Linked DNA regions of Mus musculus: region 1 is linked to region 2. Evidence: chromatin contacts called from public promoter capture Hi-C data. All regions are on one chromosome and are shown on one strand. Each heading gives the region's core, a stretch centred on a gene start, on an enhancer-like site or on the middle of the called end of the contact. The rest is flanking DNA. Distances are from core to core; before and after follow the strand shown.

Region 1 (3,201 bases), core at 182-2,681, 1.2 Mb before region 2:
TTCAAGGAGAGGCACCAGCACCAACAACGACTTCTTCCAAGGCAGGAGAGACAGCTCAGTGGCTAAGAGCACTGGCTGTTCCGGTACAAGACTCAAGATTTGATTCCCAGCACCCACACAGTGGCTCATATCATGCTCTGTTAGCTCAGTTCCAGAGACTCTGTTGCTCTCTCCTGGCCTTCACAGGCTGCTGAATGCACATGGGGTACACATACCCAGGTGTGTGTGTTTGTGTATAAAATAAACAAATAGGTGTGTGTGTTTTTTTTTTTTTTAAAGAGTGTGTTCTTTCAAGCAAGGAGTTCTGTACTTGTCCATGAAGTCACAGGGTCATTCATTCTCCCACTGTTCTCAAAGCCAAGAAGGGACTTGTTGTATTCCCTAACCCCCTCCCCCATTTAATTTCAGCCTAATGTAATTGCTCGTTGCTATGGTTGGAGGTTGCTGCAATTTGTACTTGTATTAAATGCAAATTAACCCACTTATTGAGCCATCTCTTGCCTTTCAAGGGCCTGTGAGGGTGTCTGTCTTTCTGTAGCCTGGGGATTGACTCGAGCATGGCACGCTGGTCTGTGCTCACTGAACTTCTAACTTAGGCTTCCTTGAGTTGGCCTCCAGCTTTTGAGAAAGTACCGCGTGCAACTTTGGGGTCCTCCTGAGAAGGGCCGCTGACATTACTCTTGGCCAGAGTTGCCTTTCCAGGAGGGGAAGTCTTTGGGTTTCTCCCAAATGGTTCACGATGAGGTTTCGAGGCCTCTGAATGCAGCATCTGCTTGGGGGTGATCAGCTCCATGTGTTGGGATGCAGAAACCAAGGTGCTGCTGGCAGCCTCAGGACCCAGACGCAGAATAACATGGCCATGCCTAACCCTGGAGCCCTCCGGCATGCAGGGGAGGATTTGGCTGGCATGTCCATGCTAAGAATGAGCACCAGGAGATGGTTCTAACAATCGCAGGCAGTCTGCAGCCACCAACGCTGCCAGCACCTCCACCTCACCTGACGGCCTCCTTCCATTCTCTCTGAGTATCCAGCACTGGAGTGAATGAGGGCCACAGCTCTCAGCAATGAGGTCTCAGGAAAGAACAAAGCTGTTGTCTGTTTGCAGCCTAAGGTCAGCCCTAGATGACAGGCTCCTAGCATTCCTGCAGCTGTAGCCCACATACCCTTCCAGTATCTTGAAGCACACCAGGCTGCCTGCAACTCCAGCTTTTCCTGGAACTGATTCAGTTAATTGACGGCCCTAATCAGCGCTGTCTCAGGGGAACAAAAATCAAATTACAGTTGGGCCTAGGGCCTAACAAGCCCTGCTTTTGGGGGGGGGCACACAGCAGATGATCTCTTCCCTAGGGGGATTACTGAAGCGGTCAGCATGGGAGCCTCACCCTAGGACCAGTGTTTAGGGCCTTGAGATCTTGGCAACTGCAAACCCCAAAGCTGGCACACACACACACACACACACACACACACACACACACACACACACCCCGCTCCAGAACATATTTCATGGTAGAACATTCTGAAAAGACTTCACTAATCTTGCTTCCAATTATTCGTGATTTTACACACACATCCACAGGCACCACAAATTACTGTAATTTGTCCTCTGTTTTCTTATAATGTTTTAGCTTGCATTTGGAGACACATCTGTTTTGCTTAGTTAGCTGTGATGACTTAAACTTTATGACGAGGGAGTGCCTCGAAGCTTCCTAGTTGAAGTAATAGAACCTTCTAGAATGTAATCAAACATCTACTTATTCTACTTGGGCTGTTTTATGTTGATCTTTTATAGACTAGACATTTAGAGGCGTTAAGGAAAGTAGGCAGGCCTGGCACGAGGTCCCAAGGGACCGGTGGGTGTGCCCCAGCAATAAGGCCAGTCAGTCACTCTGGTACAGAATGAAACACAGTTTTGAGGAACTTAGCCTGGGTTCCTACCCCAGGCCGACACGGGGTGGGGGTGGGGAGCCAATGGACGGTGGGGGTGCCAGTGCCCAGCTCCAGCCAGCAAGCCTCCAGCCCCCACTAAGACCACTATACGTGCTCAGCTCCTTCAGGCGGAGACAAACCACATTGACAGAAAATAAATGTCAAAGCGAGAAAGAAAGAATACATCTGCCTTTTCTCACCAAAGCAGCTAATAGGAATTATGAAACAATCTAACGGTTTAATAATTAGATCCAGGGCACATGCGGTCTTCATTATGACAGCAAACACTTTTTAGTAACATGAGGGAGAACATGAAACTTAAAATAATTCTCGATAATTTAATTAAGGCCGTGCTTTCCCTTGGGAGCTGCCTTGCCAGAGAGGGGCAGATGAGAGGTGCAGATAACTCAGAAGCAGGTGCTGACACCTGCAAACACAGTGCCAGGGTGCCCATGGGAGCCAGGGGCACACACCCCTATCTGTTGTTCTTGTTTTGTTTGGAGGAGGAGAAATACACACTGGTACCCAAATGTGCTAATTTCACAAACCCAGCGGTGGCTGAGCAGGTCAGAACCCATAAACATTTTCCATTATCCCACCGCGCGCGCGAGGACTTGTATTCTTGCACTTCAGCTCTTTTGAGGTCATTGGACCATCCGTTAATTCTGAGGTTCCATGAAGCGAAATTAGTTTAATTTAGCTCAAATTTAAATTGGAAAACGTGCACCATGGTAAGGGCAGAAGAGGCTGCGAAAAGGCCAGCCCTTCTCCAGGAATGCATTTGTCCCTTCTTGCCTGTCCCCTACCTCAGAATAAGCCACCGCCATGCCCTTCCCTCCCTCTCTTTTCCCTTCTTTCTCCCTTCCTCACAGACCATTCTCCACCAGCAGGGGGTGCTCTTTTGAAAATGGATTCCTGATTGGCCTCCAGTTCAGCATTGTCTTTGACCCTGCAGGCCTCTGAGCCCTGGCACGGACCCTCCCACCCGAATCTTCTGTCCCCTGCTCTTTCTCTCTTGAGATACAAGGTTTGTTGTTGCTCTCTCTCTCTGATGGAGTGTCCCCAACTTCTGAGCATTTGTAGCAGTGGTCCCCTTGTCTGCTGGCCCAGTGCTACCCCACCCCCACAGCAGCTTTTCTTAACTGACCAGCTAGAGCACTGGCTAGTGGCCCTACAGCATCCTGGGCTGTTTGAGCCTGGGTGACCCTTGTGTCCCTTCATGTTCTCTGCAGTGTTCTTTCCAACCTGTCTCCCTAGAGGGACCTCGCCTCCATG
Region 2 (3,196 bases), core at 143-2,642:
TTGCCTCTGTAGTGCTGGATGGCAGGCGTGTGCTACAGGAGTATAAAGTTCAGAATGGGAAGGATACATTGCAGAGCCAGCTACGAGACATCTGCTGCATGCACGTGGCCTTACCTTGGCTACTATGTATCCCAATATTGCCTTCAGGGCCAGTGTGCCTCCTGCAGGAGGAACCTGCCCAGCTCTGCTGCCTCCTTCTGTTCTATCAGTATCTCTCTCTCTCTCTCTCTCTCTCTCTCTCTCTGACACATACATGCATGTTCATGTGTGCTCACACACACAAGTACAGAATGTATGTTTGTGTATGTGTGTGTAGGCTTTCCAGTAAGACCTTCCTTGCTGAAGTAGACAAGGCTGGCTGCTCTGTGAACCCCAGGGAGATACATGTTTTTATTCTCCCACTGTCCTTTGCAAATCCCACCCCCTTTAATGTGTGTTTTAGAAACCATCTTAGGGTTTCCATTACTGTGAAGAGATACCAGGGTAATGGCCACTCTTATAAAAGAAAACATTTAATTGGGGCTGGCTTACAGTTTGGAGGTTCAGTCCATTTTCATCATGGCGGGAAACATGATGGCATGCAGGCAGACATGGTTCTGGAGAAGGAGCTGAGAGTTCAACATCTGGACAGGCAGGCAGTAGGAAGAGGCAGTGACCCACTAAGTCTGGCTTGAGCTTCTGAAACCTCAAAGCCCACCCCAGTGACACATCTCTAATAAGACCACACTCCAACAAGGCCATTCTTCCTAATAGTGCCACTCCCTATGAGCCTATGAGAGACGTTTTCACTCAAACCACCACAATACACAAACTCAGCTCTTACGATTTGCAAGGCAAACACTTTACTGAGTCGACTCCCAACCCTGCCATCTCCTTTTAAGGACTCACCTGTATGATTCTGGGCCATCTTCCTATACCTCAAGATCCTGAATGGCCACGTCTCCCACACAAGGTGCTGCAGTCACAGGTACGGGGTTCAGAGTGGACTTTTCTGAGGAGCGATTGTACTGCCTGCCTCAGCTATCAGCTCTGGGAACTCTCACAAGCATCGCCACCACACATGCTTCCATCTTACAGAGGTAGGAACCACAGTGGGTGAAACGGAGAGACTTGGACATCCCCACAAGGCACCCCTGTAACTGAGTCGTGGAAGCTAAGCTGTATGTCTGGAGTGTCCTCTGGGTCAGACAACGCAGGAAGCCTTGTGTTCCAATTGCACCCTTGCTGTGTCACAGATGAGGAGGCCAGGATGCTGAGGACAGCCCAGGTGGGAACAAAGGCTCCTGTTATTCTCCAAGGTCCAGCTGGTTGTAGTCTCAATGATTTGACCTTTCTCTGACCCCGCTCCCCTTCCTGTGGGAAGCCGTTGCAGAGTGGCAGTTGCAGAGTGGCAGTTGGCTACTGCTGGCCACCACACATACATAGGCAGTAAAGGTTCTTTTGCCAAGATGAGGTTTTGAGAATTGACCAAAGTTAACCAATCAGATGAGAGACAAGTTAACCAATCAGATGAGAGACAAGTTAACCAATCAGATGAGAGACAAGTTAACCAATCAGATGAGAGAGAACGCCTCTCCTAGGCCTATATAAGCAGCACCAGTTCTGGGCTTGGGGTCTCTTCGCCTCTGCAATCAAGCTCTCCCAATAAACGTGTGCGGAAGGATCCTGTTGCAGCGTCTTTCTTCCTGGCCAGTCGGGTGCGCGCAAGACCTTCCCTTTCCTGTCCTTTCCTCTCCCCTCTTTATTGTTGTGTATGATGGAGATGATCGACCTCAAGTCCTCTTGCACGCATGCTAAACGTAAGCTCTACCACTGAGCTGCATGCGTCCCAGTCTTGTCCACATAGCTAACCAGCCCATCGGAGAGGGCTGGGGAGATGGTTCAGTAAGAAAAGTCCTGACTGTGCAAGCATGAGGAGCTGGGTTTGATCGCCAGAGCCCATGTAAAGAAGCCTGGCACGATGGTACGTGCTGGGGGGATAGAGACAAGCAGATCCCTAGACAGAGCAGCCTAATAGGTGAATCCCAGCTGCCAGTAAAAGGCTCTCTCTGTCTAAAACTCAAGGTGGACAGCGCCTGAGGAGTGACAATATTCAAGGTTGCTCTCTGGCCTTTATTTACATCCATGTATATAGCATGTGCACGCATACCCACATATCTGTACATAGATGTTATCTTCAAAGTTCTAACCTGTTCCGGCTGAGCTTAGCTCCCGGGGTCAGTTGAGAATGAGCACCTTGTAGCCTCCCTCAGCCCTGAAGCAGGCTGATCCAGACTTTGACCTTGCTACCTTCTGACCTTGATGGCTCTATTTGCTCTTCTCCAAGACTCTGCTTCCTGCTGAAAGGTCCATGAGACGTTCCAGAGACACACTCTGTAGATCACCTACGGGCTGGCTCCAGGCACCAAGAATGGACTGGCAGGGAATGGACCTATCTTCTTTATAAGCACGGACTCTCAGTAAACTTCAGGGGCCTTGAACAGAAACGTGTCTTGGCCTCCATTATTTCTTTCGTCGGTCTCTTCCATTACAGCTCCTGCCTTCCACTCAGGAACCCAGTTAGTGTGGCATAGGTGGCTACAGCACCTGAGGGTGGTTGAACCACACATCATTCCTAGGCCTTCAATTTCTCTACACCTTGTCCTGAATACACAACACAGGCTCCCTCCTCCCGCTTCTCCATTTGTTTTTCTGTGTAGAGGGTCGAAGCTTCGCCTGACCCCAGGCACCTTTCTTTCTCTTTGGCTCCCTTCACTTTCTGATCAGTTTCCTCTACTGGATTCAGAAAGCCTTCTCCGCTCCTGGCACATTCCACATGTTAACGGACACGTGGGTTTTCTTGGCAAGAATCTAGTTGTTAACTTGCACATTTACAGTCATGAGGACCCTAGAGGCTAGGCAACGTGTGCTATAGAAGCTTCCGGTTTTTACCCTGTGCAATGGTTAAATTATCAGCATGGCAGGATCTATAATGACCTAGGAGATGAGAAACCCGTGAACGAGTCCATGGTGGGGTGTCTGACCGGGTGAGTTGACAAGGGAGACCTGTTCTGAACGTGAATAGCACAGTTCCCTGGGCTGGGGTCATGGAGTAGAAATAAGAAGGGGAGCAGAGCTCCTTCTGTTTCTGGCATGGTTGCAACAAGGCCAGGATTGCTGTGCCGTGGCAGACTGCACCTCCAAACTGTGAGCCAAG

The links. Promoter capture Hi-C pulls out the DNA fragments that hold promoters and counts their contacts.
Region 1: a contact with region 2 is called in a promoter capture Hi-C map of the HPC-7 cell line, with 3 times the contacts expected there. The contact joins the enhancer-like site here to the promoter of 1700010B08Rik in region 2. A contact is called at or near these places in 6 of 39 promoter capture datasets (the HPC-7 cell line, cranial neural crest, embryonic stem cells and 3 more) and 1 of 115 datasets of contacts at active chromatin or transcription factors (astrocytes).

What each region holds. Positions count from the first base shown.
Region 1 is chr2:174,870,106-174,873,306 of GRCm38.p6, reverse strand. No RefSeq gene overlaps it. Among named protein-coding and RNA genes, the nearest start is that of Gm30537, 8.6 kb to the left of the region's middle. Within about 2 kb of position 1,431, at least 44 of the 459 cell types and tissues checked have an H3K27ac peak or open chromatin away from gene starts, as enhancers often do. A contact at or near this core is called in the HPC-7 cell line, where this site is marked.
Region 2 is chr2:173,717,611-173,720,806 of GRCm38.p6, reverse strand. 1700010B08Rik (RIKEN cDNA 1700010B08 gene) reads right to left here and starts at 1,392. Exons shown (of 3, transcript NM_029308.1): 1 at 889-1,392; 2 at 532-623. The coding sequence starts at 907.